Linked DNA regions of Sus scrofa: regions 1, 2 and 3 are each linked to region 4. A link is a contact called in public HiChIP or PLAC-seq data. All regions are on one chromosome and are shown on one strand. The core of a region is the stretch at or near the end of the contact, and the rest is flanking DNA. Distances in the headings are between cores, read along the strand shown. Region 1 overlaps FYN (FYN proto-oncogene, Src family tyrosine kinase). Region 2 has its middle 98 kb from the start of FYN. Region 3 has its middle 12 kb from the start of FYN. Region 4 has its middle 6.0 kb from the start of WISP3.

Region 1 (7,260 bases), core at 4,119-6,618, 390 kb before region 4:
ATGGCGGGTTAAGGATCCAGCACTGTCACTGCAGCAGCTCGGGTTGCTGCTGTGGTATAGGTTTGATCCCTGGCCCAGGAATTTCCACATGCCATGTGTGCGGCCAAAAAAATAAATAAATAAAAAAATAAAAACAAGAACGAAAAACCTCATCAGGACAACTAGAGGACAGTGGGGAGCAAACTCAGCCACTGGGGCTGGGGGGTGGGGAATGAGGCTGAAGCCAAGGCGCTAGTCCCAGCGTCTTGAAGGTGAGGAAGGACAGGCCAGCAGGCGGAGGTGTGGGAGAGCCTTATACAGAGGAGCCAAAAGTGGGCCTGGGCGGTGATGTTTTTCTACAAATCTATGTGGAGCCAGAAGGTGAGGGGAGGACGCTCGGGCTGCTTGCCCTTCCCCATCACCCTCCTCCCAGGATGACTCTCATTGGCTGTACAAAAGAAAAGGAAATTAATTAGCATCTCCTGGAATCATGGGCACCTGGTCCCTGGACTCTCAGGAAGGAGATCTGAGACTCGTCAAGAGGACTTTGCCTGAAGTGCAGACTGTGTGTCGGGGGGAGGCTTGTGTAAGTGGTTATCTTGGGTGGAACTGAGGAAGGGAGGACCCCTGCTTGTTCTAAACCACCAAAGCACTGAATAATTCCAATGATCCTCCCAGCTTCCCAGGAGCCACAAGGAAAGGAGGAGCAGAATAAAAAACTCTGAATCACAGCCCAAATGACGGACACTCCATTTGTGGTCTTTTATCCAGAACAACCGCCCAGAAAGCTGCACGCCGAGTTTCAGAATCATCTGTGTGCTGCCATTCAGGGTGGTGAGAACTCAGACCTAAGTAAAAATGGAGCTCAATACAGAAATCATCCCAAGAAGCCAGTCACCCTCAGGAGGGGCCATGGGCCCGAGTCAGTCTGAATCATGCCACCGAGTCTGCTGGGCGGCAAGGACAGGCCCTGGGGTCGGGATACTGCCTGGGAAGAGCTGGCGGTCGTGCCGAGGGTCTGGATGGAGTCAGGAAGACATGGAGGGAAGAGAGGATGTGTGCAAGACAATAAGCACTCTGGGCTGCTTTTCCAAACCACTCCCGCCGTGCTTTTGGGGTGTTCGGCCCGTGCTGCTCCGCCCCCTCCTTCAGAACACGGGGCAGTTTCCACGTGCATTGTCTGGCCCTGTTTATCCGGATGATGCAAATGCAGGAGTTCCTTCTGCCAGCAAAGCAGGCAAGGAAGCCAAATGACATTTCTGATGTTTGATGGCAGTCTGTAGTTCCTATTTACACACTTTAAAATCACAGAGGGTGACCATCTGCTTCCTTCTTGATGATTACGAAGAAACATGGGTGTACAGACCAAGGACGCGCTCTGACCATTCAGAAAACACCACCAAACTGCTCTGCCTGCCACCGCACAAAGGAGTGAGAGACCCACACAGAATACAAAACAGGACTGCCCAGTGCAGAGAAGGAGGAAAGGTATTCAGACAGACGGGCTCTGAGTGACCCAGGCTTACAGGAGGCCCATCTGTCCCCAGCCTTCACCGCCCCAGGAGGAGAGTCAGGGAGCAGCCAGGCTACAGGGATGGAACGAACGAATGCATCTCCTCCTTGCAAACAGTTTAATCCTAAAAGCAAGGGTGGGGGAAGCTAGGATGAATTTTCTTTTCCTTTTAGTCTTTGGCTTTTCACACGTCCCTTCTCCGAGGATAACTCGGTCTGCACCACCCACCTGCCTCTCCCTGGCAGTCTGACCCGTGCCCCTAGCACTTAACCTGGCCCCAGGGCTCCACGGTGGCTCTGCAGATACACAAAGCGTCCTTCTCTCATCCCTCTTGGAAGAGCCGGTGGAAGCTGCACTGTGGGGCGGAATACAAATGAAGGCACTGCAATGGAGGGGTACCAACTCACATCTGGGAGGCTTGAGAGGTATACCAGGCTGGGCTCCTGCATGCAGCCCTGATCAGCAGGGTGGAAGGCTGGGACCTGGCCCAGGGCAGGGTGTTGTGCGGGGGAGCCCCCTGGCTCTCGGGACACCCCTTGGGACCCATAACCCTGACCTGAGCTCGGGCGGTGCGGTCAGTGCAAACAGACGGGCTTCCTGCTCAGTGCTTAAAACAATGGCTACACTGGAAAGGGTTTGCTTTTCGTCAAAGGATGATTTCCTTCTTGAGCATGGGAAGAATTAGATTAAATTCAATAATTAAAAGGGTTTTTTCCCCTCCTCCCCTGACACTTGCTGTTCAGGTCACGGCACACTGTGTGGGAATTGCAGCACTGTTGTTGACAGAGAACAAGAAACGCATGTGCGGACGAGGGCAGAGGGACGGCATCCTACGGCGAGATCAGCCTTGATCTGCCACTGGATTACAGGGGCCTCAGAAGAGGCTGATTAATAATTCCGTAGGAGCCCTTGAGCTGGAAAGCTGGCGTTCTGAGTCTGATAATCCCCGGTCGCTGCCATACAAAGGAAGGGCAGGAATTGAATTCACAGTTCTGAATTGTGAAATTCAAAATGTGAAAGAAACAGGGATCCACTTCTTCCTGAATGTGTTTGTCAACCTAGCTGCCTGCTTGTTTGTGTTAAATGGCTACTGTGCTTTTTGAATCCAAAATCTGATTGTATTTAATTAGTACAGGCATCTGGGATTTCTAATACACAAAGAGTTATTAAAGTAACAAATCTTTCTAAAATATGTTCTCCATGAAAGAATGTGTTAATTTATGCAGTAACAATTTTTTAACATGAAATAATTAACATGAAAGCTGCAACAATTATGAATTCTTTGCAGTCTAATTTATAGGTGAATTTTTCTCCAGATAATAATCTATTCAACTTAAACCCTCAAACTGGGAGCATTTGAACAGATACATTTTTCTTCTTCTACTTAGTGCACAAACCTAAACCTATAGCAGGTTTTACACAAAGTCCTTAAATGCCCCTGTTTCTACTATATACATTCTGAAGACCCCAAAATTAAATTTCCTTGACATCTGCTTTCTCAACAGTGATCCTGTCATTAACTTAGACATTAAAAAAAAAAAAAAAAAAAAAAAAAACCAACCCCAGATTAACCCAAAACACAGAGCAACTCTAAGTTCCTATCTTTGTGACGATTCAAATCAGGAGAGAAAAGAATGAAATAGGCAGGTCCTTCATGTGGGAGATTCCGATGAAGGGAGTCAGAAAAGACCAAGAGGCTGTGTGAGTGAGAGAGAGACAGAGAGACACAGAGGGAGGGAAGAAGGGAGGGGGAGAGGGAGAGAGAGCCTGCTATTATCACCCCACTGGATCAAAAGTAGTGATACTACTATTGCTACTGTTACTAAAATTATTTAACTATCAGCTCAGCACTTGCTTTATGCTAAGTGCTTTACGTATATTCTCAGGGAAACCATACGACAATTCTGTGATGTAGGTAACTATTATTATCCCTGGAAATAAAGGCTCAGAGAGGTTAAGCAACTTGTCCAAAGCCTTCCAGCTCATTAGCAGTGATGCTAAGGTTCACATCAGGGTAATTTGATTTCATGGGTCATGCTCTTAACCAGTCCAGTCCCAGCCATCTTTGGAAGGGGGTGGTATGCTTGCATGTATGCATGTGAATGCTTGCACACACATGGGCACAACCATCAGTGACACTGCTGAGAATGCTCATCGGATGTTCAGAGTTGACAAGATTGAAAACAATGGAGGCAAGGAAGCAGGGGGCATTTTCCTTCCATCTGGTGAGAAGGCAAATCTGAGAAAGGGGCAAAATGTGCTGGAGAAGATGGTGAGTAGACCACTGGCTCCCAGCTATGTTCTGAGGGGCTGCTGGGCATGTAGGTGACATGAAATGGTGACTGACCAGATGAATAGAACTGGCTGTAAAATAATGAAGCAATGTATTTTTTTCTCTTACAAGATTGATTTTTCTTTACTGATTACTATGAGTTTTCTTCCTTAATTTTTTTTTTCTTTTTATGGCCACACCCACGGCACAAAAAAGTTCCCAGGCCAGGGGTTGAATGAGAACCACAGCTGTGACTTACAATGCTACAACATCAGATCTTTAACACACTGAGTGAGGCCAGGGATCGAACCCACACCCTCACAGAGACTGCCTCAGGTCCTTAACCCACTGAGCCACAATGGGAACCGCTTCGATTTTTTTTAGGTAGGAAAATAAAGACCCTTTTCAAAGAAAAGCGATATTAAATACAAAAAGTTCAGGCCATAAGAATGCTTTTTATATTTCACAACCCTCCAAGAGCTTTTATTGAGAACTCATTTAATTCCCACACTATTAGGTGAGGTAATTATTTCTATTATCTCCATTTTACAGATGCTAAAAATGAGGCTCAAAAAAGGTTAACTGATTTGCCTTGGCACACACCAAACTTCTAAATGAGAGCTAGATCAAACTCAGATTTCCTGACTGCCAACCTCAGCTTCCTTGGTCTCGCCAGGCTGCCTTAGCAACTTAGAGGGAAGTACACCACCAGTAAATAACATGGTAGCTGTGTAGTCTACCTTTAAAGATACGGCCACGAAACCTTCTGGGGGGTATAGGCCTGCCCTAAGACCAACAATTCCTCTCCCAGGAAAACACCCAAAAGAGAGGAGGATGTGCCCACCACTGCAGCTTAATTCATAAAGAACCCCAGTAAGAAGTACCAGTAGAATGGATGCATAGACCTATTTGTACAATGGAACATTACTCAGTAAAGAAAAGGAAAGATCTATTGTTACCTGCGGCAACATGGATGAATTTTGTGAAGTGAACAGAAAGAAGCTAGACACAAAAGAGTGATACTGTATGGTGTTTTATAGGAAGTGATTACAGGAAAAATGAATGCCTGGTGATAGAGGGAATGCAGCGGCTCCCTCTGGGAGTGGTTACTGGCTGGAAGGGGGTGCAGAGCTCTTTTAGGGGCTGGCAGTGTTTGTAGCTTCATCTGTGGATGGTTTCAGGAGCATAAATGTAAAAATTCACTGAGTCATACCCTTCATATTTATTAATTTTACTGTATGTATATTATGGTTCAAAAAAAAAAAAAAAGTATCCACATGGCTCAGCGGAAACAGATCTGACTAGCATCCATGAGGACGTGAGATCAATCCCTGGCCTCGCTCAGTGGGCTAAGGATCTGGCACTGCCTTGAGCTGTGGCATAGGTCACAGACGAGGCTCGGATCCAGCATTGCTGTGACTGTGGTGCAGGCCAGCAACCGCAGCTCTGATTTGACCCCTAGCCTGGGAACTTCCATATGCCATGGGTGGAGGCTTAAAAAAAAAAAGTTAAAAAAAAAAAAAGTATCCACAAAACCAAGTCATTATGATACATAAGCCAGTTCTTGCTGAGCTTGTTAGGTGGAAATCAACATTAGTCATCACTATGTGTATATGTATGACTGGGTCACTCTGTCGTACAGCAGAAATGATCACAGCCTAGTAAATTAACTATACTTCAATGAAACTTAAAAACAAAACAAAAGAAACATTAGCACTGAGTTTCCTAAAAGCACATGAAGAAAGTGTGTCAAGAATTCTCCCCCTGTCTGTGTGAGCTCTGGAGGAACCATGGCTGGAGGGCTGAGAGGCTTGGAAAGCAAGGCCTGGTGACAGCCACCCTGGTGAGTGGCCCAGGGGACAGCGTCGGACGTATGAGGATGATGGGACACCAGATCCTGTGATGCCTGCACTGCCTCTGGGGTGAAGGTGCAGGGTTGGGGAGGGAGGGGGCTGTGACCAGACCTCAGGGGAGGGTGCAGGCAGGGTGGGGTTGGGAGGGAGACGGCTGAGGGGTGGCGACATGGCAGGGAAGGCTGGGAGGCGAGGCCCCCCTGGCAGAGAGGCTAGGGGAGGACACACCTCTCTAGGCATGGACACCAAGCTCAGACTCACTGGCACGACAACCTCAAGCTCCACAAACTCCAAGCCGAACTCACCCTCGTTCTTCCTGACCTTCTTCCCTACTTGTTCCCGCTGCTGGCAACTTCATCCTTGCCATTACTCACATCTGACCGCCCAGGAATTAGCTTTGATCCCTCTCTCCCCTTCCCGAATGGTGTGTGAGCCTCTCCATGTGTCTACAGCACATGCTCTCATCTGTTTATTCCTCAAGAACTTGGTCTGTCCGGGACGTAACGCTCAGAGTCCTTTTTGTTAATTGCTATGCCCTGGGCAACATGCTGAACAACTTACACGTATTGTTTCACTTAATCTTTGCAAAAATTAAAGCACAAAGCAGGTAAGATATATTTCCACTTTATAGATAAGCAAGCTGAGGTGCAGAAAAATTACGTAACATGCCCAAGGCCCTGGAGCTGGCAGGTGGCAGGGCTGGGTTTCAAATCCGGTTCGGTCTGGCTTCATGCTTACTGCCTGCCCCTGGACAGACTTGGGCTTCTTTCTCCCTGAGGCTCCTAGCAAAGCTCTTGCACTTGGAAAGGCACTCAGTTCATGTTGCTTTACTTAGAGATCCTGACTGAACATAGTGGAACAAAGGGTTCACGACTAAAGAAGATCTAGCCGCTGTCACAGGGGGACAGGCAGAGGTAACAGAGAATGAGCGATACCCCTAAACAATTTCTTGCGGCCTCCAGAATGCAGCTGGTGGAGGACCACCCTCCTGGGCTCTGAGCCTGGTCTGTACCTTCTCCCTGATGAAAGGCTGCCGCTTACAGTCCAGTGGGGCCAGGAGCCGGAGGAAGAAAAGACCACAGAATTCCAGTTCTGCTTTTCCTCTGGGATGTGTCAGCTCATCCCAGAGGAAAAGGGAAGAGAAGAAAAAAAGAATTTTAAGAGGAAAGAGTGGCGTATTCTAGTTCTAGCCGGGTGGCGGGGGGTGGGGGTGGGGGGTGGGCGCAGGCAGACAAAGGATATTTCATTGTGTTCTTGGATAGGAGACTCACAACTGTGTTGAGAAACAACTGTCACTCACAGTCCTAAAATACCTGTGATAGGCACACACTTCTGAACACTGCCCACACTTCCACAATCAAGATGTGGCCTGGCTGCGGCCTGTGGGGAACATAAAACCTGATGTGCAAATATTTTCAGGCACATGGAGCAGCTGTCTGGAGGAGATGATGAATCCCCTGCAGAAAATTCGGCACGAAGCACACGTGCCATCTGCAGAGGACACTGGCAGATACACTCCACGCCCTGCCTGCCTCATAAAGTGGCCTAGGAAGGGCAGACACTCGGGAGGAATTGTGTAAACAGCCAGGCTGTCCCAGAGCTGGAAAATGCATTCTTCCAACTCCCTCACACATGCACCTCAG
Region 2 (7,692 bases), core at 2,406-4,905, 260 kb before region 4:
GCCATCCTCAGCACCCCTATGTCAGTAGGTGGGGGTGGGGTAGGGTCTAGGAATGTGAATTTTTTTTTCAGGGCCACACCTGCAGCACATGGAGGTTCCCAGGCCAGGGGTCAAATCAGAGCTGTAGCCGCCAGCCTACACCACAGCCACAGCAATGGGATCCAAGCCTCATCTGCCACATACACCACAGCTCACGGCAACAATGAATCCATAACCCACTGAGCGAGGCCAGGGATAGAACCCACATCCTCATGGATACTACTTGGGTTTGTTACTGCTGAGCCACAGTGGGAACTCTCAGAATCTGAATTTTCATGGCTTCCGCATGTGATCTTGAAGCATCCTCAAGTTTGGGAACCATAGTGGTACAGAACACATTGCTATTTTTAATTTATTTTTAAATTAAAGTAGAATTGATTTACAGTGTTGTGAAGACATTGCTGTTAAAGCTGAGGTCAGATGTTAGAACCTCTGGAACCAGTCAGTTTTGCTGAGTGTTGCAGAGAAGTCAGCATACGTACCCTTTATCAGTCTAGGTACCAGTGGGGAACTGGCAGCATCCTCAAATGATGATAAAATTTGAAGGGAATTTAATGAAGGGACAATTTATAAAGAAGTGGGCAGGGTGCAGGGAAGCCGCAAGACCTAGTGCAGTCCCCTGGGCATCAGGTAGGGCAGGATCTGTCCCACTCTGAGGCTGGAAGGGGTCAGATGAGAGAGTGAGTACTTGAACTGGGTATTCACAGAAGTGCTGGGGCAAGCGCTGCCTGCCCACAGCTGTGACCATCCTTGTGGGGCTGCTGTCAGTGTGAAAAACCCCATAGGGAAGAAGCACTCTGACCTCTACTCTCTCCCTCCTCCCTCTATTCTCTGGCATGTCCCACGGCTGAGCCCAAATAGAAAGCAGAGGCAAAGAGCCCACCCAAGAGGTCATGCAGAAAAGTTAGACATCAGGTCACAGAGCAGAGTAGAGAAAGGAGGACAGTGTTTGGCCCCAGAGGAGCAGCTAAAGAAACCAGAGCAGGGAGTGGCAAAGCTTCACCGTCACCCCAGACAGAAGCATTCCACATGCAAATGCTGCAGCTCTGATGCCTCTGCCCTGCCCACTCATGAACGCATCTGACGTTACAGCTAACTGCAGAAAAGACACAACTTTTTTTTGGATGCAACATGCAACACCTTGATGAGGGATCACAGTTTCCATACCAGGGATCGAACCTGGGCTAGAGCAGTGAAAGCGCTGAGTCCTAACCACCAGACCACCAGGGAACTCCCTGAAAGGACACAACTTTATTCAGGGAAGTATTTCAAAAATAAATCCACAAATGTACTTATTGAGTCTTCAATGAGCACTGAGTCCATGAAAGACACAATATTTTACTTTAGCCTTTGTAGTAAGGGTCTTGGCATCTGTTATGTTAAGCCCAATTGGGTGACTGCTTAGAGACATGTTCACAGGCTTTCATGGAGGTCTTGTTGCCATTTTTCTCTAAAAGAAGTCAAAATAAATATACTACAGAAAAGAAAAATATATCATATTTATTTTTAAAGGGGAAAATAAGTTTGCTTAAACTGCATGTACTCATAGCCTAGAAGAAAAATGACCTTTTTCTTTTTCATATGTGTGTTTTCTAACTAGGATTCATCTCCACATTAGCAGACAATTAAATTCATGACTTGCCGAAAACAAATGGGTTGAGTGATGGATTTGTCCCATCTTTCAACTTCTACCCAACTAATGTTAGTTCCACTGAACTTAAGCTCTCAGGTGACATGGCATTTGATGGCCACTCTCTACTGTGAGGTCATCTTCAGTGGGTGCCCATGAAGGACTCTGAAACCTCCCTGTCTCGTCTCCATGGGTACTTGTTTCACAGGCACGGGTGACCTGAGTGCTCCAGCGTGTGTGCTACCAGGAGCGCTCTGGCCGTAGGCCTATCACAAAATTAGTTACAGAATAAGAAGCTTATTGCTTTTTTTCTACTTGGCAAGCCTTCTCTAACACCCAAGTCTCAGCTGTCTGCAGCTGTTCTGGCCTCTTCACCAGAGGCTTCCACAGGTAAAGGCATCTGCAAGAACAGGGTAGCGTTCTGATTTTTCACTCATGTACTTTAATGATTATCATCTATTCCTATCAAATGAGACTGATTTTCTACTTGAGGTGGTGATATAAAGTTTCTTGTAAAAATAAGTTTGGAAGTCTCCTGGTGGCCTGGCGGTTAAGGATTCAGCATCATCACTGCTGTGGTGCGGGTTCCATCTCAGGCCTGGAAACTTCTGCATGCCACTGGCTTGGCCAAAAATAAGTATATCAAATAAATAAATAAACAAAAAAAATCAATAAATTTGGCTTAGCATAAAAACTTAATGTAAGGGACAATGAGCAATAAAGATGGTGCATAGATTTGAAAAAATCAGACAGGTGTATACAATTGACTAAAGTTTGCAAACCAGTGATCTAATGCTAAGCATGCCTCCTGAGTCAGAGAGACCTAGGTTTTAGTTCTGTCATTAAATAAGCGATAATGACTAATTTCATTGTCTCATAAATAAACAATTCTTTCATTGAAGGTAGTAGTTCTCCTGGGCAGAGTGTTGCAGCTCAGAGAGTAATACAAATTTAGTAAAATTGCTCTGCAATCTGAATTCTACCTTGTTCTTCACAGAGCTGCCTGTGATAAATGATTCAACCCTAAGGTTTAAAGATATAAATACAATATACTCTTGCAGGATAAAAATATGGGGGTATGAATTATGAAGTGAGAGGAAGACTGCTAAATACCACTCTCCTCATCTGGTCTGACAAGTGAGCCCTTGGCAGCCATCTAACATGAAGAGCAAAACCTTCGTTGACCCACACAGACCTTCACTGAGAGTATTCCAGGGCCGTCCAGGCAGAATAAATTACAAAAGCAATCTGTCACAGTACACGAATCCTTTTGATGCTGGTCTGGTAAAAATCCTGCGTATTCTGTGGTACCGATCAGGAAAAACACTGTCAACCAGTCTCCTCCTACATGAACTATAAATCTCTTAGACATGGTAGTTCAGCTCCCAAGTGACCCCAAACCCCAAATTCTAACCTCCTGAAGAAATGACATTCATGTCCATGTTCCTTTCGAGTCAAGACCTCAAGAAACACTAAGTCAACTGATGTTTGGGACCTTTTTTCTTCTTACAAGCCTGAGTGTGAGGAAGCAAGTGTCTGGGGCAGGGCGGGGATGGGGGTGTGGTTTCACACCCACCTCCAGGCACCCTGCACACCCCTGCTCCCTACGTCCCCACTGCCACACCCACCCTGTGGGCAGAGCTGGAAACAGATGCTGCTGGGCTCATTCCAAAGAGAGGTGTTTGAGACAAAGTGCCCTGTCCTCCTGAACCCTTATTGACATTCACACTATGCTAAATGCCACATGGTAGCCGGTACTGTGGAGCTGGGGGCGTCTTCCTATGCACTGCCTGCCATGGACTTGTTTTAGAAATATTTCTACAGTGTAGCTATTGTTCTCCATTCACTATATAATTGTATGATACACTGGGAAACAATTGCTCCTCCATGAGTAAAAGTGTGCTTACCAAACAACAATTGGAGTTGCTGGCACAGGGAGCAGACCTTGCCCAGCACCAGCTGATGTATGTTGCAAGCACAGAGTCTCAGCCTCTGCCCCTGCTGGATGTGCAAGTCTCAGCACTTGTTAATTCTGAGACCTCAGTCTTGGCCATTAAGATAGGAATGCTACTCTATGCTGTAGGATTTCACTTGCACAGTTTTTACTTAGTTGCTAGTCATAATAAATAAAGAGAAAACAAAGAGACGCTAATTTTTCTTAAGTCCTAAAGTTTAGAGTCAAACTGAATGGTTTGAAACAATCCATAATAGACAGTTGATGTGGCAGGTGTGTAGGGTGTGTGTGTGTGTGAGAGAGAGAGAGGGGAGGAGGGAGGGGGAGAGGGGGGGAGGGAGATACAATGTAGAGTTGGACTCCTGAGCATAAATACAGCAAACACTGGACAACATGGGTCAAGATGCTTCTATGCTCCTTATTCCTACAGAATCTGGTTTCACAAAGAGACTTGTTTGAGAACTTTATATTCTACGATCTCTCAAATCATATTTGTCCTCTATACATGTTTTTGGGTATCTGCCTCATCTTTGTCCCCTTCTTTGGGAATCTGTCCCGCTGACAGCTCAGCAACAAGCCATGCGACCATAGTTAGTCCAGCAATGTGTGACTGGACTGGAGTGAACAACTGAGAAGGACGTTCCACCTACATGCTGGCTGGGAACCTACAAGTTCTGTGGCTTGGCTGAAAAAGATAAGCAAAACCAATCAGACTGTTCTGCCAGGAATTTGGAATTAGAAAATGGAGTGGCTGTTACTAGTTAGCTGTGGGTTGCTATGTAGAAAGATCATTTTAATTGAAATGCCTTTTTAATTCTTTTTTTTTTTCTTTTTGAGGGCTGCATCCATGGCATATGGAGGTTCCCAGGATAGGGGTCCAATCAGAGCTATAGCTGCCAGCCTACGCCATAGCCACAGCAACGCTAGTTCTGAGCCACATCTGCAACTTACACCACAGCTCACGGCAACACCAGATTCTTAACCCACTGAGCGAGGCCAGGGATCGAACCTGCAACTTCATGGTTCCTAGTCAGATTCATTTCTGCCAAGCCAAGAGGGGAACTCAGCCTTTTTTTTTTTTTTTTTTTGTCTTTTTGCCATTTCTTGGGCCGCTCCCACGGCATATGGAGGTTCCCAGGCAGAAAGTCTTCTGCCTCCTCCAAAATATTTTGAGTAGAAAACATTTCTGAATCACTGGTCTTTAAATATAATTAATAGTTACTCACTAGGGGGAAGAAAAGCATGCACATAATTCCTTGGTGAGTGGTGCAGAAAGCAGAGGCTAGTGTTTGGTCCTGATGCAGGACGTCTTACAGCCCAACAGCTGCTGGCTCCCTGGGCATCACTGGTGACAAAGAAAGCTTTAGCCTTGAAGCTAGAGCATAAAGGAAGCCTAGGGCACATGTCCGAGGACCCTCTGTACCCCAGGCCCCAGCCTGGTGTGGGGAAGGTGCTCAGACATGCTTGTGGGAGTGTATGGGAGTGAACTTGGTCCAAGATCAACCTTGGGGGAAGTGGGACAGGCTTCAGGTTAAACTGGTTTGAGAAGCAGAGAGCAGCTGCCATCCGCACTGTACGTAAGTGAATGCAGGCTGTTGTGAAGAACAGGCCTGTGACTGCCTCAGGCAGGAGGGGAGGGTGCCAGGGCCTCCAAGGGGAGGCAGGGCAGATGGTGATGCTTCAGGGCAGCGAACAGAAATGCCCACAGCAAAGCCCCGAGACTCTTTCATCTAAATGGATGTGTTAATGGCTCCCACGGAGCGGGTATAAGAGGGCTTAGCACATATGCCTCCGTCTACTGTACTGGTTGTAAATAAACCATGAGCTTGTCTGCACCATCTGCTTACTGTGCACTTTGTGGGGCTGTGTGAACAGAAAGAAGTGTTTGGGGCCAAATGGCTAGAAATATTTCAGTTGTATACTTGGAAACCAAATATGCTTATATAGCTAGATTATTACATTTTCTCTAAAGTGGATAATTAAAATGTTCCTTTAAAAAAAAATGGGGGGTGGGGAGTGGTGGTGCTGGACAGTAGGAGGCCACCCAGCTTCCAAAAGGCTGAGGAGAAGGTCACAGGCACAGGATGAGGCTGGAGATGAGGCTCCTACAACTGGAGTTAATCTTGAGTTAGTCACACTTCACCAGTCTTAACCGCAAATACTTCATCTATAAATGAAGAGTGTGTCACTCAGCTTCCTTGGAACAGTGTTTTGAGAATTAACTCATGTCTAAAACATGAACTTCTTTAGATAAAAGGTATTCTGAACACACAAAATGTTTTTATGGGGACAGCCATGCCCTCTATAAAGTACAGAGTATACATTGTACATGGTCATTACTGCCCTCATATATACACTGGGATTGCTCACCACTCATTTTATTTACATAATTTTCCTCAACATTATATCAATAAAGTAACTAATTCATTCATGAAACAACTGCTTACTGAGCATGTACTATGTACTAGGCCTAGAATAATTTTAATCAGAGGTAAGACCCCTACAAGCACAACTGTGTTCTAAAATCACAGACTTAGTCTGTTGCAAGTAATTTCCAAAATACATGTTGGATTTATGCTTTCAAAATTAAATAGCTTATTGCACCAGTGAGAATGACCATCATCAAAAAGTCTACCAACAATAAAGGCTGGAGAGGGTGCAGGGAAAAGGGAACTCTCCCTTTTACATTCTCTCTTACATTGGTGAGAATGTAAATTGGTACAACCGCTAAGGAAAACATATAGATGTTCCTCAAAAAACTAAAAATAGAACTACCATTTGATCCAGCAATCCCTCTCATGGACATCTATCCAGAGAAAACTGTAATTTGCACCCTGATATTCACTGCAACACTATTTACAATAGCCAAGACATGGAAGCAACTAAATGTCCATCGACGGAGGAATGAATAAAGCATATGTGGTGCATACATATAATGGAATATTACTCATCCATAAAAAGAATGAAATAACGCCACTTGCAGCAACATGGATGGACCTAGAAATTATCATACTAAGTGAAGTTAGACAGTGAAAGACAAACATCATATGATATCACCTATACATGGAATCTAAAAAAAGGACATAAGTGAACTTACTAGCAGAATAGGAACAGACTCACAGACCTCAAAAACAAATTTATGGTCACCAAAGGGGACAGGTCAGGGGGAGGGATGGACTGGGGGTTTGGGAATGGCATATGCACACCATGGTATATGAAGTGACTGGTCGACAGAGAACTCTACCCAATATTCTGTGATCATCTATCTAAAAAAAGAATCTGAAAAAGAATGGATGTGTGTACATGTATAACTGAATCACACTGTTGTACAGCAAAAATTATCACAACACTGTAATCAACTATACTTCAATAAAACTTTAAAAAATGAAAAAATAAACAGCTTACAAAATTAAACAGTGGAGTGTTTTCCCCATTTGTAGATTTGTGATTATCTAAAGTTTAGTGATTTGAAAGAATTCAAACAACTCCCTCACCTAACTTGGATGAACTTTTCCCAAGGCCTTCCTGACACAACAGCAATTTTAGGCAGATACTTATGCAACCTCCCCCACCGCCCACCCCAGGGAAACTCAACAACTTAAGGAAAACCCTATAAAACAGCATGAGCAAACCATCCAGTATATGAACTACAACTCTGAGAGAATAATCACATGGTGTTAGCTTCATTTACAAAGTGTATCTCATCTTGACGGATCTCCAGAGATAATGTAAGACAAATCCTGATAAATAAATGCCCAAGGTTATTCAAATACTTTTTATGGCACTGAACTTTGATCAGAACTTGCTTGGGAGTTCCCGTTGTGGTGCAGTGGTTAACAAATCCGACTAGGAACCATGAGGTTGCGGGTTCGATCCCTGGCCTTGCTCAGTGGGTTAACGATCCGGCGTTGCCGTGAGCTGTGGTGTAGGTTGCAGACATGGCTCGGATCCTGCGTTGCTGTGGCTCTGGCGTAGGCCAGTGGCTACAGCTCCAATTCGACCCCTAGCCTGGGAACCTCCATATGCCACGGGAGCGGCCCAAGAAATGGTAAAAAAAAAAAAAAAAAAA
Region 3 (6,873 bases), core at 1,552-4,051, 350 kb before region 4:
GCGTACAGTTTGGCGGTTTTTAATACATTTGCAAGGGAAATGTTCTAATTCCAGAACATTTTCATCTTTCCCAAAAGAAACCTGTTCCCATGAAGCAATGAGTTCCCATCTTATTCTCAGCCCGGGCCCTGGCACACAGGAATCTATCTATGTCTCTATGGATTTGCCTGTTCTGAATATTTCACATCAATGAAATCATACAATAGGCAACTTTTGTACTGGCTTCTTTTGCTTGGCATGACATTTTCAAGATTCATTCAGTGTGTGGCATGACTTAGTACCTCACTCCTTTTCATGGCTGAAAAGTATTCCGTTATAGGAACTTATCAGTTATTGTTTACCAATCATCAGCTGATAGACGTGTGGGTTGTCTCCACTTTTTGGCTCTTATGGATCATGCTGCTGTAAACATTCACGTATGACCTTTTGTGTAGACATATGGTTTCAATTCTCTTGGGTGAACAGTTTAATATATAAGGAATTTATATAGATAAGAAAACCCTCGAGATTAGGTAAATGGAAAAACATGTGAATTAGCAATTCGAAGAAAGTAAAAAACAACTTGTGAAATACATTTCCCTTCAGTGGTAATCAAAGAAACTCATTTTAGATTAGTGAGATACTTTCACTTCTAAATTAACAAAGTTCAAAAGAGATGCTTGCCCAATAGCCAAGAAAGTCTTGGGAGACAAATATTCTCACATATTGCTGATAGGAGACCAGAAGTTAGCATATAACTTCTTTGTAAACCAATTTGGCAATAGTATCAAAAACCCTTAAAAATGGGCCTGTTTTTGACTGGGTTTTTTTTTTTTTTTAAATGACACATGAAGAGGTCCTATGAAGCGTTATTTGTACTTTGAAAAATTATAAAATGGGCTAATTCTTTAAAAACTGAGAATTCATCATTTTTTAAAATGAGAATAAATCAGCTTTACTTGTTAATAAGAAAGCATTTTAATCTTATCAATTACTGACTTGATTGTATATGAGCCGATAACAACCATACAATGATGAAGGATGCTCTGCAAACTGAAATATTAAGAGAGGGAGCGAGAGCGATTGCTTCCAAAGCCCGTTTAGAGGCAATCTCTCCTTCTGGAAGGTGTGAAAGGTACTAAAAGACAGAGAGACTTCACTGTTGTGTTTTCGTCACATCTGTGCTGGGAAGTGGGCAGTGAAGGCAGTGCTGAGAGTGGGTGGTGAATGCACAGAAAACCTCCACAGACATCTAATTAGGGGCAAAGCTATGATCAACTACAATCAACTCAGAGGACCGTGTAGGTGGCAAGTGGCAGAATCTGGGATAGAAGAACCAGGAGTGGGGTGGCTGGCTAAGTGGGTTCTTGAGAACCCACTGAGTTCCTAGGTACCTGGGGAAACCCAGTAAACTCAGGATGAGAGTGTCTGTTCAAGTCACCCTTGAAACCCAACCACGGAGCTGAGGTTATGAGGGTCTGCAGGCCCCTCTGTGAGCAATGGCTGAAGAGCCCACACGGGCAGGGCTCGAAGGTGGTGAGAGGATGAAGCAAAGCACTGTTGTTCACTGGACGCCTGCTGCAGGCAAAGGGACTTGCTCAGGGCACTGGGCAGAAACAATCTGTATTTTGCTCTCACTTTTCCTCTTGTTCCTTCCCCCTCTCCTGGTGGGAGTTCAGCTTGGCCTATTGATGCTTTGACTTTTGAGCCAATGATCCCTAGAATCTGGGGCAAGCCAAGCAGGGCACGGAACACTAACCAAGGCTGGTTAATTCGACCTCAAGTTTTGCAGAAACACCAAAGATCCAACAAAGACGTTTCTTCCTAATGTCGATATTTAGGGTCAAGCCTCTCTCCACTCCCTTTGGTTTTGTTCTATATAAACCACCAAAGGAAAACACAAATAAAAACAAAAATGGGGGCTTCTATTCATGAACCAGCAAAGAGAAACAGGAAAATCAGTATCGCTTCTGGGCCACAGCGGTAGAGATTGGCTTTCTGGGCTAAAGTGGCGGAGGGCCCAAGGGTCAGGCTGTCACCTGGCAGAGCCACAAGAAAACACATTAGCACAAAGTGGCTGTTTGAACAGGCGTCATCAACGCCCCCTCCCCACCAATGTGGAGAATGAAAGCCAAGGGGGTTCACTCTCCAAGGCCAGACAAAACCCAGCTTTGCCAATCTTTCCTGTCTCTAAGGAGCTTCCTCGCCAGATGACTCTGCAAATGCAGCCTCCTCCTTTCAAAACACAGTTAATTCTTTTTCCCTTTAATTTGTCACTTCCGCCAAGAAGCTCTATTCCTTTAAAGAAACAGAATGGACTTTGCCTAAGAATATTTTACTTTCCCTTTTGCCCTGGAGCTCATGTTTGTGTGGCCTATTTCTCCCTTTTCCACTGATTACTTATCTGGCTATGAAGTCAGAGCCCATCAAAATCTACTGCCCCGAGAATCTGGTGGTGGGGCCACTTGTATTGTGTTTTTGGAACGGAGGCCGACACCTTTTCTTTGAAGAAGGACATGAAGCCAGGTCCCTCCTCCTCTGGATCTTTATTTTGGCATGTTCTCAAGCTGCAAGACATCAGCAACACCAGCAGCCATGACTTTTGGGTCCCTTGCACTGGTTTAGAATTTCAAACCTTCTCAGAAGCTGTTTTGGTGTGAATGCCGATAGAGGAGCTGTCAGAAAACAGACCCCTCTCTAATTCCACAGCCTCTACTGGGACAAGGAACAACAGTGACGGTGATGATGGTGACAAAGGGAGCAGAGGGGCCACTGACCGGAGGCTGCCTCCTCCTGCCACTTCCTTGTCTAAGGAAATGAGGTCAGTCTGCCCTTCCGTGACATTACCTCCCTTGACCCTGGTGAGCCCCAGGCTGGTTGATGATGTGGTACCTGCTTCCACAAAACTTTCGCAAGAGGTCTCACTCGTGAACACAAGTGCCAACACAGACACAAGGAAATTAAAGGAGGGAGTTAGTAAGTAGGAGGGGGAGAACACGGGACCCACTGGAGGCAGTCAGTGATGCTTCCCCAGCAGCTGTAATAACAGTATCTGGGATGACAAATGGTGGCCACTTTGTGTGGGAGGAATGCGTGTTATGTGGACCAGACTACTCACTGATGACCTACTTGGCAGATGAGATCCAGTCAGAGGTCTGTTAACAGATCCAAAAAGGGAAGACTTGGTTTCTATATCAGCATACATTTATATATATATATATATATATATATTTTTTTTTTTTTTTGTATTTTTGCCATTTCTTGGGCCACTCCTGCGGCATATGGAGGTTCCCAGGCTAGGGGTCGAATCAGAGCTGTAGCTGCCGACCTATGCCAGAGCCACAGCAACACGGGATCCAGGCTGCCTCTGCAACCTACACCACAGCTCATGGCAACGCCGGATCGTTAGGCCACTGAGCAAGGGCAGGGATCGAACCCGCAACCTCATGGTTCCTAGTCGGATTCATTAACCACTGTGCCACGATGGGAACTCCCCAGCATACATTTATAAACACATATACAATTTATGGTAAAGCAAGTCAATAGTGACTTTTTACAGGGTGTATGTGTGAGGCAGAGGATGATGATTTTTTTCGGAGTGCTGTCTTGTAGAGGAATTGAACTTGAGGTTATCTCCTTAATGAGGACAGCAGAGCAGTTTATCTTCCCTTTTTCCAAGAGCTTGCAGGATTCTGGCATCAGATAGGGTCACCCTTGGCCTGAAGGGAAGAGGCCCAAATCCACCTCATTGAAGATAAGAGAGTAGTGAGAGGATAAAAGCTGCTGAGGGGTGGGGCAGACGCTAGCGGTCCCTCCAACTTCACCCTGATTCTCCCACAATAATAGAGTTTGAGGTCTATGGCTACATAGCTGAACATTACTGTTTTCAGACTCCCTTGCAGCTAGGTGTGGACATGTCACTGAATTCTGGTCAACTGGTTGTGAGTGGATGTGATACACCTGACTCTCGCATCCCTCAAAAGAGTGGGCTGCCCTTCATTCTCTCTCCGACTTCCTGTGGGCTGGAAAGTAGATGTGGTACCTGTAAACTGGCATCGACCAGGCAGAGGAGGGAAGCCCACCAGGGATGGCAGAGCAGTAGGAACCTGGGCCCCGGATGGCCTTGTAGGGCACAGCGTCAACCACCTTAAAGCTCTGATCTCTGACTACGACATGAGAGAGGCATATGAACACTTATCCTGTGGGAACCCCTATTTTTCTGGGGGAAGCGAGATGGGTGATGGGGTCTTTTTGTTATGAGAGGTGGCCTGTGCCCCAACACAAGGAGGCCATAACTCCAACATGGAGCTTTAGGGAGGCTCTGCTGACCACCTGTTCTTTTTCCCTTTTCCACCTCTAGAACCAATAAGAGCTTCCAATCTCCTTTGATACTACAGTTAAACTTGGATTAAGGCAAGTTCATAGCATAACAACCACAATGAATTGTAACAATAGCTACTATGAACTGAGAATTTATTTTCTGCTTGGCAGTTCACATACGGTATTTCATTTAATCCTCAGAACAACTTTGAAAGGATGCTTCACAGTTCAGGAGCCTTGGACTCATAGAATTTAAGTAACTTGTCCAGGGTTACCTAGCCAGAATGACCTGGCTCTGACGACCCCAGGCTGCCTTTTAAGAAGCATGCTGTGCTCTTCACTAAATGACAGGTTTAATGATGGGAGCGTTTTACCGATGTGATAGGAACTGGGCACTGCTATGTCCTACAGCTTTTATCTTATTTTTGCACTATGGTTAAAGTGCTCTTTAAGCGCTTTTTTCTTGGAGTGATCTAGCTTAGGACTGGCTCCTGAGCCTCCTAGACTCTTAGTTCTGCGGCATCAGGCACCTGGTTTAGGGAAGGTCTGGAAGCAGTGGCATCACTTGGGACAAGGCGGCTGGGTAGCCATGTAGTCACGCCAACACTGTGCAGCCCAGTTTCCTCATCAGTTGAGCAACGGGCTTTGACAAGGAGCTGTCAGGGTTCACATCAAGCCTAACATTCCTGATGGAGTCCAGGGCCCCTCTGCACACATTGAGGCAGAACTGAGTCCCCAGACAGGCACAGCATGGCTCTCCCACTCTCCATAGCCCTTGACTGAATTTTATCAATCATGAGCACTCCAAGAATGACCTCACCACACGGTCAGATTTGGCTACGAATGCTTGGATGTTCCCCTGCCATGGCCAGAGCCTGCAGAAGCATATTACAAGAGTTTTACTGATGTGGTAAGAGTGGGGCATTGCTATGTCCTATAACTTTTTGTGTGTGTGTCTTTTTAGGGCTGAACCCTTGGTGTATGGAGGATCCCAGGCTAAGGGTCTAATGGAGCTGCAGCTGCCAGCTTATACCACAGCCATAGCAACATGGGATCGCAGCTGCTTCTGCAACCTATACCACAGCTCAAGGCAACGCAGATTCTTAACCCACTGAGTGAAGCCAGGGATCGAACCTGCGTCCTCATGGATGCTAGTAAAGATTCATTTCCGATGAGCCGTGATGGGAACTCCCCTACAGTTTTTATTTCATTTTTTTGCATGACGGCTTAAAGTGCTCTCTCCAACTATGGTTTGCAGGAGACCTGATTATGTCCTCCACTTCCCTTTTTGGCTAAAACAAAGAATAACTTTTGATCTGGCTCAACCAGCTCAGGCACTCATGACACACTTTGGTCTTGACCCAGCCCCTCCCTGGCCACATGGTTCCATTTCTCTCTGGCTCTACCCTAGGGTTGCTAGATACAGCTGTTCTCCCGAGCTGCTGGAGATGAAGTTAAGAAGACAACAAAAACAAGGACAGAACTTCTCCCATCCTTCCAAACAAAAGTTACTCAGACATCACCATAGTAACAAATCACCAGTTTTCAACTGCTTCATTTCCCTTACATTCTTGTCTCTCTGCACGTATCTTTTTATTTACACTCGGCCCTCCCTGCAGCCTTTGTTCCACAAACACATTCTCATCCTCTCTACGTGACAGGCACCGTGCAAAGGGCTGTGGATATAAAGTCAAATAAACAAGGCCTCTGCCTTCGAGGAGCTCATAGAGATTTAGGAAGAAGACAAGCAAGTGAAGGAATAGACTCAGGTTGGGGAGAGGGTGCAAGGGAGCCTACTGTCATCCAGGTTGGCGGCTGTGAGGGTGACTGGACATTGACCCAGGTGAGGTGGGAGTGGGCAGCCCGGGAGAGCACACAGGTGCTAAGGCAGGGCTCCATGCCCTGGTTTGGTCCCGTATTTACAGAGCATTGAAACATGCCAGGTATGGCAAGGCTCTGGGCTCCAGAGTGAAGAGGCCAGGTTCCTCTTGCTCAAAAGGAGCTTGTGGTTTGATGGAATGGATGTGTACAGCTCGGAAAGTGGCTGGAAATGAAGCCAGATCATAAACAACCACACGTCCGTTCTACGGACTACTCAGCATGGCACCTGAGGCTCTGCTACGTGCAATAAGCAAATTATCTCCTTCGAGCCATCACCAGTCAGTGAAATGGGTGTTATTATTATTGGCACTATTTTACAGATGGGGGGATAAGCATATGGAGGTCAAGTTATTTGCCCAAGGACTCATGACAAAGGTGAGCTGGATTTTAACCCAGACCTGGCTGAACCTAAGATATGTACTCTTAGCTATGTACTGGCAGGCAAAAGCATTTACACATCATTCAGCTGATACTTATCCAGGTTTAAGTGGGAGTGAAACCGGGGTCCGGAGAGATACATGCCGAAATGTGGAAAAGAGAAGCATGGGGGAGTCGGACAGCGGTCATGAGTGGGAAGGGATTACACGTGGTGGAAAGAGAAGTGTCTGAGTAAGAGGTGACTTCCTCAGCTGGACAAACAGCTCTCCCCAGTCTAGCTACCTATCTAAGCAGAACTCATACCTCACAAGTCAT
Region 4 (7,349 bases), core at 2,013-4,512:
CTATTGTGGCTCAGCAGGTTAAGAACCTGACATAGTGTCAGTGAGGGTGCAGGTTTGATCCCTGGCATTGCTGTGGCTGTGGTATAGGCCAGCAGCTGCAGCTCCAATCCAACCCCTGGCCCTGGAACTTCCATACGCCGCAGGTTCAGTCCTAAATAATAATAATAATATTGTTCACATGTGGAGATGCTTCGAGAGCCCAGCAGCAGAGGCCCTTCTCCATGGTGGAGAAGTTTCCATCCCTCCTGTTTTTACAACTGTCCAGAAAAGACAGGATATTCTTAATGAAAGCTGCTTCAAATCTTTAAAATTGTTTTGTCCCCATTAAAACAGAACTCATGTCCATGTAGTGCCAATCCACAAACTGTCTCTACCACCCCTTGGTGCTAAGGGGTCACAGCCACTCGTGTTGACAGCAAATTCTGTCCTAAAGTGAGAGGCATGTCTTTGGAGGTAACTGAGTTGTGAGGGAGAAATATCCTCCTGCCACTGGCCCCAGGTCTTGCGAGAGTGGGGGCTGCTCACCAGTCCTCGGCTATGTGCTGGAAAGGGGCCAGACCTCCCTAGACTCTCCCTCACCAGAGCTATTGGACCTCAGGTTCAGGACCTTCCAGCTCCCCAGGGATTCTCCAGCCCCAGGAGTGGCACAGAAACAGCCGGGTCTTTAGACTGGAAGGAACCATAGGCCCTGGGGCAAGGTGGCCTGTGGGCTGCAGGACCCAGGAACCCTGCCACCAACCAGGCCCAAAAATGATTATGATTCAACAGCCCTTAAAGGAGGGTTTGGAGTCACATTCAACTTAATTTAAGAGATTCTAAATATATGTGCTGGAGTTCCCGTCATGGCTCAGTGGTTAACGAATCCAACTAGGAACCATGAGGTTGCGGGTTCGATCCCTGCCCTTGCTCAGTGGGTCAAGGATCCGGCGTTGCCATGAGCTGTGGTGTAGGTTGCAGATGCGGCTTGGATCCAACATTGCTGTGGCTGTGGTGTAGGCCAGCAGCTACAAGCTCCGATTTGACCCCTAGCCTGGGAACCTCCATATGCTGTGAGTATGGCCCTAGAAAAGACAAAAAGAAAATAAATAAGTATATGTGCTATTTTCTGTTCACCTGAGTTTCAGGACTAAACTTCTTGCTGCAGTTGGATATCCTAAGTTTAGACATAAAATCTGAAGGGGCTGGTCAGGACAGTGTCTGTGTGACTGGCAGGGGCCCACAGATGGCATTTAAGCAGCCAGGGCTGAAGAGCTGCTTTCTACACTCCAAAAATATGACATGCATCTCACTCTAGGGGGGCCTTTGTGGATGAGCCTCATCAAGCACCAGCCCTGCCGGGGGTGAGAGGGAGCTCAGTTTTGTTCCACCAGGGCTTGGGTTAGGCCAGCATAGGATTTAGCAATTGATTCAATTACCTTGCCTGTGGATTTGGCTAAGTGGTAGATTACTGTGTATTTTTTTTTATTTGTCTTTTGAAAAATGATTACTTTTCAAATTTAAGTAGGAGCTCTTTAAATGACCTCTATGCCACCAACGGGCCAGATTAACTATCAATTTCCTTTGTGATACATACTGGCTGTGGAGTCCCCATTGCGGGCAGAAGAAAAAACCCGACTATTATCCATGAGGACGTGGGTTCGATCCCTGGCCTTGATCAGTGGGTTAAGGATCCGGCATCACCGTGAGCTGTGATGTAGTTCAAAGATGCGGTTCGGATCCTGAGTTGCTGTGGCTGTGGTATAGGCCCCTCGCCTGGGAACTTCCATAGGCTGTGGGTGCGGCCCTACAAAAAAAGAAAAAAAAAAAAAGAAAGAAAGAAACAAACTGAATGTTTGTGTTCCTCCAAAATTCATGTGTTGAAACCCAACCTCCAACGTGATGGTATCAGGGAGTCCAGAGAGCCCTTGCTCCCTCTTTTCAACAGGTCAGTGTATAGCAAAAAGATTTCTGTCTTTGAACCAAGAAGTGGGCCATCAACAGAACCTGACCATGGCCCTGACCTCAGACTTTTGTCTCCAGAACTATGATAAATGAATTTCTGTTGCCTGTAAGCCACCCAGTCTATGGTGTTCTACGAGAGCAGCCTAAACCAAGATGCTGACCAATGCCCATAGGGCATTTGGGGCTGGGGGCTGGTACCACAGAGGCTGCTGTTTAATGGGCCCACAGTGTGTTGTTTGCTTCTTTCCTAACCTGTTCATTTCGATTGGTTGTGTTCCGATAATTACACAGTTTGACCAAATATTATTAAAACCAGTGATACAAAGATACACAAAGAAAAAGGAATGTGTTACTGGTGAAAATTAAGCTTAAGCTTGGGGAAGACTCAATGTAGGAAAGTTGATTTAAAAAGCATTGTTGAATTGTATTTGGTGGTTATCAGTACAGCATCTAGAAAGCTTCTTGAGTCAAGATGCTTTGTACTGTCCTTAAAGTCTCATTTCACTAAGGAAACCTGATCAGTGAGACAATACAGAGGATGCATTATGGGTGCGTGATCTGCAAAGAAGGGAGATAATACAGCACTCTAACCAGCAAATCCCTATTCTAAGAAAGGGCGTTGCCCAAATAAAAGGATTGGTGAATGAACATACATTTTAAGTTCCTTGTTACAATGAAATGTTGGCTGCATAAATGTATCGTTTGTTTGTTCGTATGAATCCCCTTTTTGTCTGAATGGATTATCGCCCTCTACTGGTCATTAGTGAGAGTTGCCAACCACGGCTCACATGGAGACCCCACCCACGGTTTAGTTTTAGAGCATCTCTTTTCATTTAGAATGTGCAGATTTCTGGTTACCACGCGGGCTGAAAATGCAGGCGTGCCCACATCAATCTAATGAAATTATTTTACATCCGAAGTATTTTCATCTATTTCATTTATTTTATAAACGAATGTCATAATTGGGTGGTGAACACCCTTACCCCACTCCCACACGATTTTATTGCCTTTTAATTACATTGGTAATATTTTAAAATAGATGTTGATTAAAAAGGCGTTGGCTTTCAAAAAGCATAGCTGCTATTCTTTGGTGCCACTGTTCCCAATGACAATATGAAACAAATAATTCTGACTATTGAAAAGTCCGATCTTCCTATGAATGAGAAAAATGTGTGCAATGAATGGCCCTCCCCTCCCACATCAAGGGACTTGGCAGCGAGGGAAAAACATCTTGAAGGGACATTCCGGATCCTGCGGGAGACCTGCCGAGATGGCGGCGGGCTCCTCCCACCTCTGCGGCAGCGTTACAATCAATAATGCAGGGGCTCTGCGGCAGCGCTGCGCCTTCTTTCTTTCCCGCTCCAGCAACGGAGCGAAAGGCAAGTACGTTAGTCCATTGCACCATCTAGCGTCTATCGGCATCCATTGCAGGTTGGATCTGGAAAATCAAAACCAGTCTAAATTGTGCGTGGGGCGACACTTAGGCTTGAACAGGATATCTGATGTTAAAAGGCGAAGAAAAAAATGGATGTCGTGTTTATTCATTTGGCTGTAAAATGAGTAACTTAAGGCGAGAAATTCCAGGTGACGATCATGTAAAGTAAATAAAGATTATCAAGCACCTGCCAGTCATTTTATGGGTACCAAGGCTATACCTATGGGTCTCTTCAGCCTCGATTCTCTTGTGACTAAATCTAGTTGGAAAAATCATATAAACATACCTCCAGCTAAATTTGAGGCTCATATTAACAACAAATGTTTTTTAGTTATAAATATATCCCATATACATTTAAAAAATTAACTGGGCTTCCTATTACCACGATTTTTTTTTTTAACTAAATCTGTGGCAACACATGGTTGCAATATAGGTTTTACAAGGCCTTTGGCGGTGCACAAGGGGCCTGAGGACCTTTACTGGAAGCTTCTCAAGAGTCACTAACTCGAATGGTTCACCAGAGAAGTGAACCGTGCGCAGGCTTCTCCTGGCAGAATTGCATCAGCAAAGGCAAAAGTCTGGGGGAACACACAGCACAGCAGTTCTGTGCTGCGCCGCGAGTGCAGGAGGGAGGAGGGGAGGGGCGCCCAAAGGAAGTTGATGCACAAGAGGGCCTTCCACTGTGCTAGCCAGGAGCTGGATTTTACCCCACGTGCAAGGAGGAGTTAGAAAAGGTTTTGAATAGGAGAGCGACATGGTCAAATTTATGTTTAAGGAAGATAAATCTGCAGCAGTGTTAGGATGGGTTGCAGGGTTAAGAAACCCAGGGTGGAAATGTGGAGGACGCTGCCCAAGGTCAGCGAGCTCCTAAGTAGCAGAACTTGGATGTGCGCTGGGGTCCACTGGCTCCAAGTCCAGCGAGCCTGTCACCCTGCCAACAGGCCTGCTGGTCTATTGGCTGATAGCTCACACACGCAGTCATTGTCAGGCTCAGGAACGACACCACATTATGCATGTTCTCCCTTCCCTGAAAGATGAGCTCCACTTGGAAATGTGGGAAATTCCTTGTCCTCCTCTTCTCTCCCTTCCTACTGGTCAGGGGCCTGCATCTGATTAACTCAGCGCCCTTTCCCACACAGTGCTCACCCCGCAAACCAGTCTAACAGGGCCAAGTGACAAAGTGCATTAGATCCTCCGAGGTATTTGGCCTGTTTTCCTTGGGCCACAGCCTGGCTTTCGGATGCCCTGGGAATGAGGGCACCTGCTTCTTTTCAAAGAGATTTTGCCGCGAGGCCCACACAATGGCAGGGCCAGAGTTTTGCGGTGGTCTGGAGCTGCTCCTACTTGGACCTGGTATACTTAAAAGCTGGACGGAAGGCCAAGCAGAGCCTGGCAACCCTTCTGGATACCTCGGAGGTGGAGGGATTGCAGCACCTTAGCCACAAGGCACCAGCCCCTCAGAGGGTGCTCAGGTACACCAGCCAGGAGCCTGGGGTAGTGGGGGAGGATAGTGAGGAAATCTGCTCTCCCCAGGCTTATATCATGAGATCGATGTCAGGATCTTTTTTGTTTGTTTTGGCTGCATCCATGGCATGCAGAAGTTTCCGGGGGCCAGGGATGGAACCAGAGCCACGAGTGACAATGCTGGATCCTTAACCTGCTGAGCCACTGGGGAAACTCCTCATGTCAGGAGTTTGAGGCTAGAGCTTTGTTTAAAAAAGTGGGCGGTGGGGGGAGACGTTAACAGAAAATACACACATGGTGAGAAGAGCAACAGTAAGAGTTAGAAAAAGGACACAAATGATGCAGGGAGTAAATTATGCAAGATTATAGTCATGCGTAGCTATGGTAGTTTTAGGCTGATTTTATTTATTTATTTTTTGTCTTTTTAGGGCTGCACCCGCGGCACATGGAGGTTCCCAGGCTAGGGGTTGAATCAGAGCTGCAGCTGCCGGCCTATGCCACAGCCACCCAAGGTGTGAGCTGCATCTGGGACCTACACCACAGCTCACGGCAATGCTGGATCCTTGACACATGGAGCAAGGCCAGGGATCAAACCATGTCCTCATCAGTACCAGCCAGGTTTGTTATTGCTGAGTCAGGATGGGAACTACTTCAGGTTGATTTTTAAAAGGAGTCCTTTTAAAAAGGTTTGTTTGGAACACCTGCCTTCTGAATGCCCTTTAGCACTACCAGGCCTGTGGTGGCAACCTGGCTGGAGGAATCTCTCATTGGAGATCTAGTTGCAGGCCCTGGTGGAGCAGAGCAGACAGAGCCAGAGGAGATGGAATTGAGGTTCCCAGCATTGGTTTTGGTTCTTGAGGCCTATGAACTTTCAAGATGGATGGTGATTTTGTGAGACGGGATTTGCAGAGAGGATGAATAAGCCACAGATCAGGGGGGTAGGAAATATTCACTTCTTCATTTTCTTCAAATTAAAATTAAAATTTTAATTAGATCATTTAATGTTAATTAAGTTAAAATTTAGCTTAAACCTGGCTCCAAACTCCTCTCCCCCATCTCCATCTGGAGTCAAATTTGTTATTCTAAGTTGTCATTGGCAGGTTCCTCCCACTATCACCCCTACCATCCTCAGAGGTTGGACAACAATCCCGGAGGAAAAAAGGCCAAGCCTCTGGTCTTCACTTTGTTTCTTTTTTGCCTTTTACAGCTGCACCTGTGGCAGATGGAAGTTCCCAGGCTAGGGATCGAATTGGAGCTACAGCTGCCGGTCTACATCACAGCTACAGCAACACCAGATCCTTAACCCACTGAGCGAGGACAGGGATCAAAGCTGCGTCCTCATGGATCCTAGTCAGGTTCGTTCACCACTGAACCAGGATGGGAATTCACTGGTCTTCATTTTCTGAGCCTCCTGCCCACTCCAAATGGTCCACATCTGTGCGAGCACGGAAGGCTCTACACACACAGAGGTCCCTGGGGAACAGGCTCAGAGATAACCTGGATGTCCCGTCCCCACCCCACCTTCTTCACTAGCTTCCTCCTCCCCTTGGCTGCCTCAAACTCACCCCTCCCCCGCCCCCCCTAACTTTCCCAGCCTCACCTCTTCAGATCCAGTTTCCCTAAAAGGCAAGAGAAAGCATTTGCAGAAGGATCCTTCAGCTGGAGGATGGATGGAGGGAAATACAAAAGGCCTCACTCACTTTTCTGAAAGTGGAAAGGGGAGCAGGAGGAAAAGAAAACGCAGAGGACACACTGCAATTTTTTTTTTTTTTTTTTTTTTTTTGGCTTTCTAGGCACCCATGGCATATGGAGGTTCCCAGGCTAGGGGTCTAATTGGAGCTGTAGATGCTGGCCTACACCACAGCCACAGCAATGCCAGATCCTTAACCCACTGAGCAAGGCCAGGGATTGAACCCGAAACCTCATGGTTCTTAGTCGGATTCATCTCTGCTATGCCACAACAGGAACTCTGACACACTGCAAATTAACATCTCAATAAATCACCTTGCTGCAGATTCACTCTGGAATTCTCAGGCCCTGCGGAGAGGCAGCAGAGCAGGGAGATTAAATACTTGGAATCTTGGCTCTTCCTCTTGCTGCCCATGTGGCCTTGCCTCAGTTTCCTCAAACCAAGAAGGTAATAACCCACACCTTCCCGGCAGTGATGCTGGAGGAGCAGTTGAGTCCATCTCTATAGAGCTCAGGGCATAGTGGAGTGGAGCTTTGAGAGCCTCAATATTCGATAATTTTCAGCTGCTGTTATCATTTAAGCTCCGGTTTCAATGTCCATCTCTTCTCTGGCTGACAATAGCTCCCTCTCCACAACCAGTGAGAGAGGAAAAGGCAGCTGAGGGGATGAGGAAAGGGAGACTCAGGCTGTGCCTAGTGCAGGGATGGAGGTGTAGCTGCTGATCTCTGCCTGCCCAGGCGGCCCAGCGTCCCAGGGAAAGGGACCAATCTGCTGGAATGAGTTCAGGAACCTTATGGAAAGGGCCGTGGGACATGCTCT

The links. HiChIP or PLAC-seq counts read pairs in DNA pulled down with a chosen protein or histone mark.
Region 1: an H3K27ac HiChIP or PLAC-seq map of alveolar macrophages shows a contact between it and region 4. The contact joins two enhancer-like sites. A contact is called at or near these places in 2 of 2 datasets of contacts at active chromatin or transcription factors (alveolar macrophages and skeletal muscle).
Region 2: an H3K27ac HiChIP or PLAC-seq map of alveolar macrophages shows a contact between it and region 4. The contact joins two enhancer-like sites. A contact is called at or near these places in 1 of 47 Hi-C or Micro-C datasets (fibroblasts) and 1 of 2 datasets of contacts at active chromatin or transcription factors (alveolar macrophages).
Region 3: a contact with region 4 is called in an H3K27ac HiChIP or PLAC-seq map of alveolar macrophages. The contact joins two enhancer-like sites. A contact is called at or near these places in 2 of 2 datasets of contacts at active chromatin or transcription factors (alveolar macrophages and skeletal muscle).

Annotation. Positions count from the first base shown.
Region 1 is chr1:77,606,888-77,614,147 of Sscrofa11.1, forward strand. The region is part of intron 9 of FYN (FYN proto-oncogene, Src family tyrosine kinase); the gene reads right to left. LOC106508922 (a long non-coding RNA gene) reads left to right here and starts at 1,140. Exons shown (of 2, transcript XR_002343836.1): 1 at 1,140-1,917; 2 at 2,236-3,075. Within about 2 kb of position 5,369, at least 6 of the 83 cell types and tissues checked have an H3K27ac peak or open chromatin away from gene starts, as enhancers often do. A contact at or near this core is called in alveolar macrophages, where this site is marked.
Region 2 is chr1:77,736,681-77,744,372 of Sscrofa11.1, forward strand. It overlaps a transcript of FYN not described here. Among named protein-coding and RNA genes, the nearest start is that of FYN, 98 kb to the left of the region's middle. Within about 2 kb of position 3,656, at least 8 of the 83 cell types and tissues checked have an H3K27ac peak or open chromatin away from gene starts, as enhancers often do. A contact at or near this core is called in alveolar macrophages, where this site is marked.
Region 3 is chr1:77,650,575-77,657,447 of Sscrofa11.1, forward strand. It overlaps a transcript of FYN not described here. Among named protein-coding and RNA genes, the nearest start is that of FYN, 12 kb to the left of the region's middle. Within about 2 kb of position 2,802, at least 6 of the 83 cell types and tissues checked have an H3K27ac peak or open chromatin away from gene starts, as enhancers often do. A contact at or near this core is called in alveolar macrophages, where this site is marked.
Region 4 is chr1:77,995,854-78,003,202 of Sscrofa11.1, forward strand. No RefSeq gene overlaps it. Among named protein-coding and RNA genes, the nearest start is that of WISP3, 6.0 kb to the right of the region's middle. Within about 2 kb of position 3,263, at least 21 of the 83 cell types and tissues checked have an H3K27ac peak or open chromatin away from gene starts, as enhancers often do. A contact at or near this core is called in alveolar macrophages, where this site is marked.